Linked DNA regions of Ovis aries: region 2 is linked to region 1. Evidence: chromatin contacts called from public Hi-C data. All regions are on one chromosome and are shown on one strand. Each heading gives the region's core, a stretch centred on a gene start, on an enhancer-like site or on the middle of the called end of the contact. The rest is flanking DNA. Distances are from core to core; before and after follow the strand shown.

Region 1 (7,560 bases), core at 341-2,840:
ATTTCTGTGGAATGATGTTGGTCTTAAACAAGTTCACCATAATCAAACGTTTAGTCACGCTCTCTTGTTTTTTTTTTTAAAGCCTATTTTTAAAAAGCTTACTTTCTCTTTTCTCTAGAAGATTCTCAAAATATGCTGCGGCAAAAGCTGGTATATTGTCCGGTTGCTCCCTCAGAATCTCACGTGTGAGCCCTTCAAGAAGATTTCCAAATCCTTGTGGAATTCGGTAGTGGGTGTTGGAAAACGGAATCGACATCTCCTTGGGAGGACCAGTCTACTGTACCTAGAGATGCATGAAAGAGTTCTGTCTTTAAATTTGTCTCATTTCACTCAAATAATCACAATTAAGACCTCAAATTATTTCTGAGACACCCAAATTTCTGGACTTCAACCCTTTCCCCCCCCAGTACAATCCAAGTCCGTCAATTTCTTCCAAAAAGTTTTTGAAATTTTCCATTATTAGAACATTAAAAATATTTAATAGGTGAAATCATTTTTTAAAAATTACAAAAATCACAAATTTTCACTATGATACTAAGTACTTTCTCCTCTCTCCCTTTAAAAGGGTAATTTTTCCTATCCCACAGGAATTTAGAGAATGATTGCTAAAAATTCATCTTAAATTGCCGGAAAAAACCCTGTTTAAGGTCTTAAAAAAAAAAAGTAAGTCATTGAAACTACTCTAAGTTGTCGAATGAATATGTTTCGGACTTGAGTCGTTTCCCTGGCTTTCACTTCTGAAGTATGACCTAGGATGCCTCGTCGAAGCATCTCTTTATTTGTGGAAGAGGCAGCGGGCCGAGAGAGCTGGGGGCAAGGTCACGACATAGCAATTCTAGCCTCAAAAGGTTTGGGATTTTTACTTTTTTGTTTGTTTTGTTTTCTCTCTTAGCATACAAGGGCCAGATAAGGATAGCTGCTAAGCAGCGGGTTGGGCTACTGAGTCTGCAAACAACACTCAGGGACCTGGCCTGTATGTGACACCATTACTGCCGAATAAGCCCGGAAGTCGTGGTAGGGGTCTCGGTGGGGGTCTAGAAGGCTTAATGACGCCGAATCTGTGGACTTTCTTCTCCTTCTTCTTTTTTTTTTTTTTGACGGAACAGGAGGTGAAGCATTGAATCACTGGTTGTGAAGAGGAAGAAACCCTAGACCGACGTGAGGAGTGGAGGGAGGTCGGAGAGGGACCACAGGTCTCCTGGGGGGCGGGTCGTCGAGGGTCTCGGATTTCAGACTCGCAGAATGGGCTACTGGGTTCCCAGCCTGACCTCGGCTTCCCAGATTGCGGGAGCGGATCCTGAGAAAATACCTGAGACGAAGGGAAAAGGCGAGGTCTCTATTTCGAAGAGGAAATGGGGTAAACCGCCTCACCTCTCCGTTCTCTCAGAGCTGGAGCCGATGGTTCCGGTTGTTTTTTCTCGTTGCCGGGAAACCGTTTCCTCCCCCGTCCCCGCTCCCTCATTCCACTACGGTGGCCGAAGAGAGGCACGGGCCCGCCCAGCGGCCGCGGACGGCTTCGCGAATTGACTGGCCTGGGAAGGGCGGAGTCAGGCTTTTTCCGCCCCGCCCCGCCCCGCGGCCCCGCCCTCGCTGGCGTCCATGCCCCGAGGCCTGCGCGGCGGGGACGGCTTCTTACCGACATGATTGCGTCGGGAATTGTCTTGGGTCTGGTGCTGCGGTTATTCCTGCAGGCCCACGTAAGTGCAGGTGAGGAGGCCGCCCTCGGCCCGACCCCTGCCCATCCGTCGGCCTGCGAGGACTCCGAGATTCCGTGTCCTCCGCAGGACCGCCCCCGGCGCCTGCTTCTCTAGATCGGGCAAGGATCCCGGGGCAGGAACCGGGTTCTACGGCACAGGCCTAGGTTGCAGGTGTCTGCTAGGCCGGAACTCCGGCCCGTCTGCTTCTTCCACTCCCTTCCAGCGCCCTTATGACGCCTTGCGTGGGGCAGCGAGAGAGTTGGGTTTATCGCAGGAGGGGAGGCCCAGGTGTGCCCAGACTGAGGCTCTCAGGGTCTTTAAAGAACTGCGGGGGAACTCGAAGGGGAGGGGGCGAAGCTAGTTAGATAATATTTGGAAACGGGTGACTGAGTCATCCAAAACGTTTCAGTGCTGCCCCCTCAGTGGTACCGTTGGGGAGGGTTTGCCCCGGGTTGGATTCCTTGGGGGAATTAACTTTACTAGTTTAAGTGGTGATGATGGCTAAGACAGAGCCCCCTCACCAGCTCGGAGTATTTAAGACTCAGCTTTGATTCCTGCTCGCGGGCATTGATAGTGGGATAATAGCCGTTTTCTTGGGGAGGAGGATGACTCATTTTGACTATTTTCTGGTCATATCGTGTCGTTTGACCCCGGGCTGGACGCTGGGTCACAGAAAAGAAAGTTTAAGTGGGAGAACAGACTGCGTGCAGAAAAAGGACTCTTGCTCTGTGTATGAATCTGCCAAGTACATAGATGAAGACAAACTGCAGTTCATGAAGGGTTTTCGGGGTTTAACAAAGGCGTAAACTAGCCTCTGTGTATCATTTCCTGATTCATCCCCACACAGTGACGTTTGAGTCCAGTATATGAAGTGGGGAGAAGGGAAAGAGGGCCATTATTAGTTTTTATGTTAAAGGCTGTTAACCGTAACATCAGTATTTATCTTTGCCTTTGGGTCATATTGTTACATAACCTTCATTAACAATGACTTTATTTTTTCATTCATTGATGCTCTAGATTTTCTTTCCTTGGTATTTGGTTGCATATCCGGACTTCTTCAAATCATTCCCTCTCTTCCCATGTTTATCATGTAATATTTGAAATGTACATGAACATATGTAGCAGTGAAGCAATAAAATGAACACCCAAGGGCTTTACACACAATTTAAGAGCTAGACTGTTGCAGTTTTATTGAGACTCCAAGGATATTCCTTCCCAAGGGAGCCAGAAGTAACCACTGCCCTCATGGTGTCAATCTTTTAATGACTACTTTTACCATCCCAGAACACTAATTCTTGTTTTTCTACTCTGACACCAAAATGAAGAAAAAATTGAAGACCTAAAACAAAAAATTCAAATCTTAAGGGTCTTGTAGTTGACAAAAACACTGACCAGTCCCACCACCTTTCTCGTTCTGTTTTGTCCATTGCTCCATTCCTTGGTAATGGACCACTGTCTACTGTTGTCAGCTTGGAATGTGAGCTTTATAACGACAAGGAATGTGACCTTTCTTTGCTTTACCACCAGTATCTAACTGTGGCAGAGTAGTGATTGCAGTAATCTTGGAATCGAGTGGCTTCATTTCCTTTCCTGTCCTGAACTACCTGTGTGATTTGGAGCCAAAGAAGTTTAACATCTGTCACGTGACTAGTTCTCTGCCTGCCACAGTTAAGCTCCCCAGTAGAATGTAAGCTTCCTGCTGGCAAGGAATTTTGTCTGCCTTCCCTGCCCCCACTGCTTTCCCAGTTGTATCCTCAGTGCCTAAAATTGTGCCTGGCACATAGTGCATGCTAAGTTGCTTCAGTCGTGTCTGACTCTTTGCAACTCCATGGACTGTAGCCCGCCAGGCTGCTCTCTCCAAGGGATTTTCCAGGTAAGAATACTGGAGTGGGTTGCCATTTCCTTCTCCATGGCACATAGTCAGTTCAGCCCCTCAGTTGTGTCCGACTCTTTGCGACCCCATGAACCGCAGCACACCAGGCCTCCCTGTCCATCACCAACTCCTGGAGTCCACCCAAACCCATGTCCATTGAGTTGGTGATGCCATCCAATCATCTTATCCTCTGTCGTCCCCTTCTCCTCCTGCCCTCAATCTTTCCCAGCATCAAGGTCTTTTCAAATGAGTCAGCTCTCTGCATCAGGTGGCCAAAATACTGGAGTTTCAGCTGCAACATCAGTCCTGCCAATGAACACCCAGGACTGATCTCCTTTAGGATGGACTTGCAGTCCAAGGGACTCTCAAGAGTCTTCTCCAACACCACAGTTCAAAAGCATCAATTCCTCAGTGCTCAGCTTTCTTTATAATCCAACTCTCACATCATGACCACTGGAAAAACTGTAGCGTTGACTAGATGAATCTTTGTTGACAAAGTAATGTCTCTGCTTTTTAATATGCTGTCTAGTTTGGTCATAACTTTCCTTGCGAGGAGTAAGCGTCTTTTAATTTCATGGCTGCAATCACCATCTGCAGTGATTCTGGAGTCCAGAAAAATAAAGTCTGCCACTGTTTCAACTGTCTCCCCATCTATTTGCCATGAAGTGAACATAGTGGGCAACTTAAAATATTTGTTGAAATAAATAATATGCAAATTATTTAAAAAAATTACCTAATCTACTTGGGCCTCAGTCTGTTGATGAGTAAATAACATGATTCTACCCTAGGGTGTAAAAGATCCTTTCCATGTCTAAAATTCTGTAACTCAGAACAGTGTCGTGCACAAACAGGTTCAGCGGATGCGTGTGGTCAACAACAGACTAACTGAGGGGGTGGGGGAAGGTACTTTCCCCCAGTGTTTGAGCAGGTGGCTGCACACACCCAGGACCCCTCATTTGCATGGTCTCAGGCCTGCAGCCAGCCCCCTCCAGTATTCTTGTCTGGGAAATTCTGTGGACAGAGGAGCCTGGTGGGCTATGATCCACGGGGTCACAAAAGAGTCTGACACGACTTAGTGACTAAACAACAATAACGCCTTCAGCAGCCAGTTTTCTTCAATCTCTTCCCTACCCCATCCTCTTTCTGCTTAGCTCTTAGGCCTTGGGTTTTCAGGTTTTGTTCCATTTGAAGTACTTACCCAAGACTAGGTCTTCCCACACATGCGCCTCTTCCCTTCCCTCCAGCAGGCTGCCAAAAGTGCTTATGCAATTCTAGACTGTTGTAGTCTCATCTTAGAGCATTTTGCTTCTGGTAGCTGTGCATCTCCAGCCCAGTGGGTCTTCTGGATGATCTTTGATTGCCATGTAGATTTATGATGGGACAAGCTCCTAAGAGAGAGCTGAGGGACTGGGCTGTTATTTGAAGTGCAGGACAAATAGGCCACCAAGTCTGTGTAGGAGACCCATTAATGTTGCTGCCCTGTTAAGTATAGCCTGAGGGGCTGCCGTCATTTGGAGCTTCCAGGGAGAAAAAAATGTCAACTTTGTTAGTTCTGATTCTCTTTCCTGCCTATCATTTTTATTTAAAACACTCGAAAAAAAAAAAATCTTAATTTTGTTAATTATTTTCTTCTAGGGGGTTTTGGTTTGTTTTCTTCAGATAAAGTGGGATGTAAGTGAAAAAGTTTTTTTTTTTTCCTTCTCTTATTAAGTTTTGATGAATTCACTGAGATAATTTGGATAGATACTTGTTATTAATAAAATACTTTGATATAGGCTAGAGGTTAAAAATAGGAATGATCTCGTTAAAATGAATTCTTATTCAGCCTTGTTAGTGACTGTCTAGAATAGAATCCACAGTTTCAAGGGCTCTTTTTCTTTTCATATAATTTAGCATGCAAAATGGGCAAATTGCAAGGAAAGACCTTTGGTTCAGACACTTTGACCTTCTCTCTCTCACTGACCTTATTTTTTGCATCTTAATTGATTTGAATTTACCTTGGAAGGAGTCAGACTTGTCACATATACTCATAAAGATTTATTTAGAATTTTCAGTGGGTTGTCAGAAAAACACAATAAGGAGAGTTATTTGAGGGAAATTGACACAGAGAATGGAAGAGGGGAGATAAAGAGTGGAGGGAAAAGATTAGAAAGGGCTGTGATGGAGAGAGGCAGCCTCTTTATTCCAAGCTATGAGGAGTGGGAGTGGTAATGGAAAGTAGGGAAAGGAAGTGGTTTATTTTTCTCATAAATACCATCTGTGAGATGCATAAAAAGAGCATGTTTGGTGATTTTGGGGGGAGGGAGTCAAGCGTTAGGGCCAGGTGTGAGAGCAAAGGAACATGAGGAGCTTTGAAGGGGAGGAGGCATGTATTAAATGGGTTGTCCCAGGCTCTTTGAATTTTCCCTACTGGTCATCTTGTTCTATGATGCATACTGCTGGAAACTGTCCTTGTAATGCTGCTTACCTAATTAGGAAGAATAAGATCTAGTTTTAGAAAACTGAAAGGACAGGGTAACTTGGAATTCTCACGTATTAAGACTGTGTGTTCCTCGCTGTTCCACCAGATTCAATCTGGCTCTGAATCTCTCCAATGATGCTCTTCTAAATGTTTGCTGGATTTTTCAGATGTTGGTTTTCGCTTTGCTTCGTACATCGATGACTACATGGTGCTGCAGAGGGAGCCTGCAGGGGCAGTGATCTGGGGCTATGGCGCACCCAGAGCCACAGTGACAGTGACGCTGTGCCGAGAGCAGGAACCCATCATGAAGAAAGTGACCAGTGTGAAAGGTAAGACAGGTCAGCCTCTGTTCAGCTTTTGTCTTCTTCTGCCACCTGCTGGATGATGTGAAAATGAGTGCCAATAGTCCAGCTCAGGTTACCCATCCATCCACCCATCTAAGTTACTTGAATATTTACCATGTGCACTGAGGATACAAAGAAAAATAAGACCAAGTCAAAGCCCCTGTCCTCCAGGGTCTCGTGCAGTATGGGAATAGACATAAAGCCACACAGTGGGTGTGGTCAGTGCTGATGGGAGGTGGATATGGAGTGTCATGGGATGCAGAAGAGAAACACCTCACTCAGGTTGGATGGTAAGGGAAGGTTTCTGCTGGAAGTGACATTTGAACTGAATCATGTGTAAAGGAGAGGTCATCGTACTGGGAGGGTTAAGAACCTAAGCCCTGGGATTCACCGTTCCCGTTCAGATCCTAACTGTTTCTTAATGGCTATATGCCCTTGGACATGTTATTTAACATCTCTGCGTCACAATTTCTTTATTTTAAAACAGTGATAAAAATAATATTTAGGATTATTTTGAAGATTAAATGAATTAGCACATATCAAGTACTTCGAACTTATCAAGTACTTCAAGAACTTATTATGCCTGGTGCATAATAAGTACTGAATAAGTGTTAGCTGTTGTTATTTCTGGGCTTCCCACTGGCTCAGTGGTAAAGAATCTGCCTGCCACTGTAGGAAACACAGGTTCGATCCTTGGGTCAAGAAGATCCCCTGGAGAAGGAAATGGCAACCCGCTCCTGTATTCTTGCCTAGGGAATCCCATGGACAGAGGAGCCTGGTGGGCTACAGTCCATGAGGTCACAAAGAGTCAGTCATAACCTAGTGACTAAACAACAACAACATTGTTATTGCTGTCATGATTATGATTATGTTATTTAGTTAGTCACTCGGGTATTTACTGAGTCACTACTATGTGTCAGATACAGGGTTAGGTATTGGTTATCCAGTGATGAGCAAAACAGAAAAGCTTGGAGGTTAGGGGAGGAAACAGAAAAATATAATCAATTACAGTGAAGCGTGATGCCACAGTGGGGAAGTATAGAGTGCCGTGGGAGTGCTTAGGAGGGATAGTAAACTTAGTCTAACTATCCAGGGTCAAGAAGATCCCCTAGAGAAGGAAATGACAATCCACTCCAGTGTTCTTGCCTGGAGAATCCCATGGATAGAGGAGCTTGGCAGGCTACA
Region 2 (7,565 bases), core at 944-3,443, 140 kb before region 1:
CGATCCAGGATTGATGGAATCTGCGACTGCAGAACCAGGCAATCCAGAGGACCCGCTGTAGTATTCTCCCCACGCAAGGAGGGAGCAAGCTGCTGATGCTGCCTGGGGTTTCATGGAGTTAGTTTTCAATCCAGGTATCCCGTGAGGTGAGGGGGGGTGAGGGGGGTGCTGCCAGGGGCCTGCTGGTGCACCACACTGCCCAGGAGGTGAGTTGCACCTGTTGCGGATCTGGACGGAAGTGGAGAGAGTTGAAACAGTGTCGGCTGGCACAGCCCTTGCTTATCTTATCAGTCCTGAACACTGCAGCTACTGTTCTGGAGTAGCATGATTCGAAGGCTGAGCCCGCGTCTAAAGATGGTGGTATAGTCACCAATGTGTCCTAGGGTAAATTCGGGGGCTAGTGTCTTAGCTTGGTGCCAAGGTGAGCTGGCAAAAGGCCCTGTGGTGCAGTGTCATCTCCCTTTAGAGATGTTCTCTGCTTCCTCTCCTCTTGCAGGAACCATCACTTCTTCTCTTCCACCCCACCAGTCTCCCTGGTCCATACCCGCATAGTTTCATAGACTCATGGTTCTCAAACTTTGGCATGTATCAGAATCACCTGGAGAGCTTGTTAAAAACACGCCAAGGGGGAAAAAAAAACCCACTCCCAGAGGGACTTCCCTGGTGGTCCAGTGGTTGAGAGTCTACTTGCCAATGCAGGGAACATAGGTTTGATTTCTGGTCTGGAAAGATCCCACATGCCTGAGAACAACTAAGCCCATGAGCCTCAACTACTGAGCCCCTGCCCTAGAGCCCTGGGGCTGTAACCACTGAGCCTGTGTGCTCTAGAACCCGTGCTCAGCAGCAAGAGAAGTCACTGCAAGAAGAAGCCTGCGCACCACATCTAGACAGTAGCCCCGGCTTGCCACAGCCAGAGAAAGCCCCCATAGAGCAATGATACAGGGCAGCTGAAAATAATAAACAGTTTTAAAAACATTGCCAGAGATTATGATGTATTTAGTCTGGGAAGTCACAGGGCCTGGGAATTTGCATTTCTAAAAGTTTCCCAGGTGATGGTGGTGGGGATGCCTGGGGCTACAATCTGAGACCACTGGCCTGGAAGGAAGGAAAAGTAAGGGCTGGTGAAAGAGGAAAGAAGTGATCGTGTGCAGTGCTGGAAGACATTATTGGAAGTTCAAGGTCCCCAGAGTCCTGGGGTATCTACTTTCTGTGAGGGATAGATAGACTGAAATCCCCAAGCAATCCTGGGCATATTCCAGAATTAACCTAGGGCATGTGTTTTTTGTCTGGAGATTTAGCACTCCCCCTAATGGACTCAAACAACTCTGCACCCTCCAGTGAAAACCAGAATTACCTATTTTCCCAACCTAGCTTGGTCATCTGTTCATCTCTTTGGCACTAAAGGTGCAGGGATGTGATCTTACACATTTTTGTTTGCAAACTGATTTGCAGGTTTTTTTTTTTCCATGGGAAGGCATTTTATTTTGATGAGCATGGTTTTTCGTGCTCAGTGGTGCTCAACTCCATGGATGATGGTGAATGAATGAATGAATGCTTTCTTCTTTAGGAGAATCCTAACACCTACCAGTCCCTTCCTTCTTACCTTTGCTTCTTCTCCCAGCTGTTCTAAAATAATATGAAAGTGATTTAAGATCCAGATATTTGCTGAAAAATTCTGTTCAAAATATCAGCATCATTATCAAATTAGGAGAATTTGGCTGGTGGCTAAGGAAGCAAGCCCAAGTTAGAGGCTGAGAATGGGTTCTGTAAAATATGTGTTGAGTCACCTCAGCTGCGTCTGACTCTGTGACCCCATGAACTAAAGAGTCCACAAAATTTTCCAGGCCAGAATACTGGAGTGGGTAGCCTTTCACCTTTTCCAGGAGATCTTCCCAACCCAGGGATTGAACCCAGGTCTTCTGAACTGCAGACGGATTCTTCATCAGCTGAGCCACAAGGGAAGCCCTTGTAAAATATATGATTGTATATGATTTTTAATATATATGATTTTTTTTAAAAGCAGTAGAGCAAGAAATTAGATGAGAAAAGCAGGTGACATTTTGTTTCTTGCCACCAGGTGGCAGACCTTGCCCAATCAATGAGAATTAACCCTGGACTTGGAGCCTGGCCTATATACTCTACATTTTTCCACTCAGAACCAGGACAAAGGGCTGTTTCTCTACTTAAATGACTTGGGAACTGAAGCAGGAAGAGCAGTTACTGGAAAATACCTCTGTGACAGCTGCCGAGGTACTTGAGTGATCCCTTGAGTTTCCTCAAGGGCTCTCTGAGACTTCTTAGTTTTTCCTTCTGGGAAAGAGGTCCACCCTGCTCTAGATGTAAGAAAATGGGTTACTTAACTAAGAAAAATGGAAAGAATGTAACTTCAGACCAGAGGTTTCTACATAGGAGGCAGCTCTGACCCACTTCAAGGCCCAGGGCTTGGCTTCTTCCTCCCAGGACCCTCTGGCAGTCAACCTCTATTTCCTACCACCCAAGAGTTCTTTTTCTCTTGCTGGTAGTGAATCTTCCTCAAATTATTAAAATGACCACTTTATTTTAACTCTAAAGTCCACTCTGGAATCTTCTTACTAAATTCCAGTTTTCTGTCTAATGGACACAGGATGGTCTCTCCCAGGTGATCATGACCCTCCCTCAGATGATACTCAACATGTTACAAAACCTAAATCACACAGTAACTTTAGCAAATTACATGCTCATAGCAAGAATATACATTGTTGTTGTTCAGTCACTAAGTTGTGTCCGACTCTTTGAGATCTCAAGGACTATAGCCCACCAGGCTCCTCTGTCCATGGGATTTCCCAGTCAAGAATACTGGCGTGGGTTGCCTTATCTCCTCTAAGGGATTGTCTTGACCCAAGGATCGAACCCCACGTCTCCTACATTGACAGGTGGATTCTTTACCACTCAGCCACCAGGGAAGCCCAAGAATATTCATATGTGTGTTAAAATAGATACACAGTGTCTTACAGGAGAGCTCAATGAATGTTTTGGGAGAAGAGCAGGTGAAGATTCTGTTTCATGCACTGTTTTAATCTCAGTTGTATGTGCAACAGATACTGAGAATATAATAGTACCCACCTCAGGGCTGGAGTCAGAGCAGATCTGTACCTACACAGGAAACAGGAAGTTGTGAGATTGGGATTGACACATATATAGTATTGATACTATGTATAAAATGAATAACTGATGAGAACCTACTGTCTGGCACAGGGAACTCTACTTAATGCTCTGTGGTGACCTGAATGGGAAGGAAATTCAAAAGGGAGGGGATGTATGTACATGTATGATTGATTGATCTTGCTGTACAGTAGAAATGAACACAACATCGTACTCCAATAAAAATTAGTTTAAAAAAGAAAGAAAACAGGAAGTTGCTATACCATTGTCATGTTCTCAAACGCAGGTGGGACATCACCCTCAGCTCATCAGCTTGAGCACTGTTGTTCAATTGCCAAGTCATGTCTGACTCTCTGTGACCTCATGAATTGCAGCACCCCAGGCTTCCCTGTCCTTCACTATCTCCCTGAGCTTGCTCAAGCTCGTGTCCATTGGGTCAGTGATGCCACCTGACCATCTCATCCTTTCGTCCCCTTCTCCATTTGCCCTCAGTCTTTCCCAGCATCAGGGTCTTTTCTAATGAGTCAACTCTCCTCATCTTGTGGCCAAAGTATTGGAGCTTCAGCTTCAGCATCAGTCTTTCCAATGAATATTCAGAGTTGATTTCCTTTAGGATTGACTGGTTTGATCTCCTTGAAGTCCAAGGCCTGGGGATGTGTAAATCCCAGCTAATAATGACCACTTTAACTAAACTCATAGCCCAGAAAGCTTCAGTGGGCAGTTCCCTGACTCTGCAGCAGCTACCCTCGTCATCTTAAATGTTTATAGAAATCTTGCACTAAAGACAGAGACTGTGAGGGAAGAAATTAGATAATTGAAATAGCGCACATTTGGGAGTTTTTCTCTGTGGATTGTTAACAGAGTCAGTCAAACCCATGTTTATGGAATACCCACAGGGCACATAGCAGGATACTTCACCTCTCATTGAAAATCCATTAGAACAATTAATAGACCATGCTTAGAAACTTTTTTTCCACAGAGAAATTTGCTTTAGTTGCGGGGGTAGCAGGAACTAATTTGAGATGTAAAACTAACAACCCCCCTTTGCACTAGGAAGGCTTTATGTAAACTGTCACATATATGTGAATTTATTTGTACCTGTGTCTGTGTTTATGGACTTAAAAGCTACAAACGTAATAGGAGATTGATATAAGGGGAAAATAATGTTAAAAGTTAGTGAGTCATCTACTAATGCTCCAAAGTTAAATATTTACCTGGGAGGTTATGCCCTGGTTATAGGCCATTAATGACCATCAATAAATAAAATTGTGTTCACATCTACACTTATGGAATGTCATATTGTCTTGACTCTCACACAAAAATGAGGCTCAAAGAAAACGCACTTTGGGGCTTCCCTGGTGGTCTGTCTAGTGGTTGAGAATCCACCTCCCAATTCAGAGGGCACAGGTTCGATCCCTGGTCTGGGAAGATCCCACGTGCCTCAGAGCAGCTAAGCCCGGGAACCACAACTACTGAGCCCACGTGTTGCGACTACTAAAGCCCACATGCCCTAAAGCCATGGTCCCCAACAGTAGAAGCCACCACAAAGAGAAGCCTGTGCACCGTAACCTAGAGAGTAGCCCCTGCTTGCTACAGCTAAGTCCGCGCAACAAGGAAAACCCAGCACAGCCAAAAATAAATAAATAAATATTCTTTCAAAAATCCACTTTTACTGAGATACTGTTAATCAATGTGAATGGCTAGACTCATCCAAACCAACATTTTACCTGCCCCCCGAACAGGCGGCAGTGGGCGCAACTGAGGGACTCTGGAGAGGGTCCTCTTTGGCATGTCCCAAAGGCACTATCTGCTGGGCCTCAGTAGCTGTTACCCAAGCTGGTGGGAGTTCTTCTGTCCTTACTCTTCTCTGTGCCAAGGATCAGGCCAATGAAAACTGTGAGCACAGGTCAGGTGAAGTGAAGTGAAGTAGCTCAGCGGTGTCCAACTCCTTGCGGCCCCGTGGACTGTAGCCTACCAGGCTCCTCCTTAGCAGATTTTCCGGCAGGTTATGAAGAGGATCCCTTGGCACATTTTTCCCACTGCTTTTTCCTCCTGTCCTTTAGCTCTCTTCTGGGACTCGAGCCCGGCCAAAACCCAGGAGGCCTGGCTTCAAGACCTAATGAAGCTCAGGCTCTGACGTCTCATTGCAAAAATTCAGTGAGAGACAAAGCGATAAGAGGTGGATTTGTTAGGATTCACAGAGAAGCACACTCTTCTGGATGTGGGCCATAGCTGAGGGCAAGGGCTTGGGCCAAGGAATGTGGCCTGGCTAGGTTTTGCTCAGTTCAGTTCAGTTCAGTTCAGTCACTCAGTCATGTCTGACTCTTTGCGATCCCATTAATCGCAGCATGCCAGGCCTCCCTGTCCATCACCATCTCCCGGAGTTCACTCAGACTCAGGTCCATCGAGTCCGTGATGCCATCCAGCCATCTCATCCTGGGTTGCCCCCTTCTCCCCCTGCCCCCAATCCCTCCCAGCATCAGAATCTTTTCCAATGAGTCAACTCTTCACATGAGGTGTCCAAAGTACTGGAGCTTCAGCTTTAGCATCATTCCTTCCAAAGAAATCCCAGGATTGATCTCCTTCAGAATGGACTGTTTGGATCTCCTTGCAGTCCAAGGGACCGTCAAGAGTCTTCTCCAACACCACAGTTCAAACGCATCAATTCTTCGGCACTCAGCCTTCTTCACAGTCCAACTCTCACATCCATACATGACCACAGGAAAAACCATAGCCTTGACTAGGCGGACCTTAGTCGGCAAAATAATGTCTCTGCTTTTGAATATACTGTCTAGGTTGGTCATAACTTTTCTACCAAGGAGTAAGTGTCTTTTAATTTCATGGCTGCAGTCACCATCTGCAGTGATTTTGGAGCCCCCCAAAATAAAGTCTGACACTGTTTCCACTGTTTCTCCATCTATTTCCCATGAAGTGATGGGACCGGATGCCATGATCTTCATTTTCTGAATGTTGAGTTTTAAGCCAACTTTTTCACTCGAGGTGAATTCATATGCTGATGAGGGGAAGATCATCCCAACCATTGGGGAACCAGTCACTCCTCTGTCTTTTGACATTGCCTTAGAGCTGTCCTGCTACCTCTGGGTGTGTCTTTTGGTTTACAAATTGGAGATTAAGGTTCACTTGAATCGGTTTACATTACGCCCCTGTGCTCTGCCCGCTTCCCTCCGGTTTCGTGCTCTTTTCCTGAGCCCCATCCGGCCCACAATGTTGCCTCTACAGTCTTCTGGAGGAACAACCAGAAAACAGCTGGCCCTTGGGAGGGAAATACCGTATAATATCCAACACCTCTAGATATTCGGCCCTGCGTCTTCCATGATTCCTACGACATGTGCAGTACCAGCATCTCCCAGTAAACTCACTAGGGCGGGCGCCAGGCACACAGTGCCTGCTAGAAGTCCATCTGCTGGCCTCCCTTCAAAGGCAATTGGGCTTCCAGGGATAATGTTTGCCACTTTGGGAGTTAGCCCTGCAGGCCGTTTGGGCCCAAACCCTTACCACCCTTCTCCTAAAGTTAGAAACATACCCCTGGATCAAATCTCCACTCCACTTTTATGGAACATTTAGTCTGTTGCCTCTAAACAAATTTGTTCTTAAGCCAATTACTAACTCCTACAATCAGGACCCTGCCCTCTTGTAGGCAACGTTGCTCCACCCAGCCTATTATTAAAATACCTTAATGTCCCTAACAGGGCCAGATAACTCACCCCTTTGTCACTACTTCTGTTATTACCTAAAGTGGGTCTATGACAATGAAGGGCCTCCCTGGTGGTGCAGAGGGTAAAGCGTCTGCCTGCAATGTGGGAGATCTGGGTTCGATCCCTGGGTCGGGAAGATCCCCTGGAGAAGGAAATCGCAACCCACTCCAGTATTCTTGCCTGGAGAATCCCATGGACGGAGGAGCTTGGTGGGCTAGAGTCCACGGGTCGCAAAGAGTCCGTCCGCAAAGAGTCGGACAAGACTGAGCAACTTCACTTTCACTTTTCATGACAATGAAATGCTTACCAGGAGAGACACCCTAACCTGCTCTTAAGGAGGACTAGGGGAGGAAATCAGTGATTTACAATCCCTTAGAGTTAGAGGACAAGGCTTATGACTGTTTCACTGTTTCCCAGGCTCAGGGCACAGGCTTGGATTGCTTTACGTCATGATATCTATTCCCCTCTGTGGTAAACAAACTGGCGGTAAGTTAAAATTACAACCCCTTAATCCTACCCAGCACTGGTCACGCTGAAGACCTTGGGGATGCCCAACTCCACTCCGGAGGTCCCAGGAGTCAACCTGCCTTGACCTGTCTAAGGATCTGGTCCTCGAAAGGTTGTCACACCTTAACCTGCTTGGGGATCTGCCAGTCCAGGGGTCCCAGGAGGCCATCACGCCTCAACCTGCCAGGGGATTCGATCTCT

Evidence for each region. A called contact is a pair of places that touch in the nucleus more often than the background predicts.
Region 2: a contact with region 1 is called in a Hi-C map of tail adipose tissue, with 4 times the contacts expected there. The contact joins the enhancer-like site here to the promoter of SIAE in region 1. A contact is called at or near these places in 11 of 16 Hi-C or Micro-C datasets (blood, hypothalamus, liver and 4 more).

What each region holds. Positions count from the first base shown.
Region 1 is chr21:25,602,746-25,610,305 of ARS-UI_Ramb_v3.0, reverse strand. SIAE (sialic acid acetylesterase) reads left to right here and starts at 1,590. Exons shown (of 10, transcript XM_060404243.1): 1 at 1,590-1,697; 2 at 6,199-6,360. The coding sequence starts at 6,237. SPA17 (sperm autoantigenic protein 17) reads right to left here and starts at 1,434. Exons shown (of 5, transcript NM_001009738.1): 1 at 1,372-1,434; 2 at 103-283. The coding sequence starts at 256.
Region 2 is chr21:25,746,874-25,754,438 of ARS-UI_Ramb_v3.0, reverse strand. No RefSeq gene overlaps it. Among named protein-coding and RNA genes, the nearest start is that of MSANTD2, 24 kb to the right of the region's middle. Within about 2 kb of position 2,193, at least 7 of the 54 cell types and tissues checked have an H3K27ac peak or open chromatin away from gene starts, as enhancers often do. A contact at or near this core is called in tail adipose tissue, where this site is marked.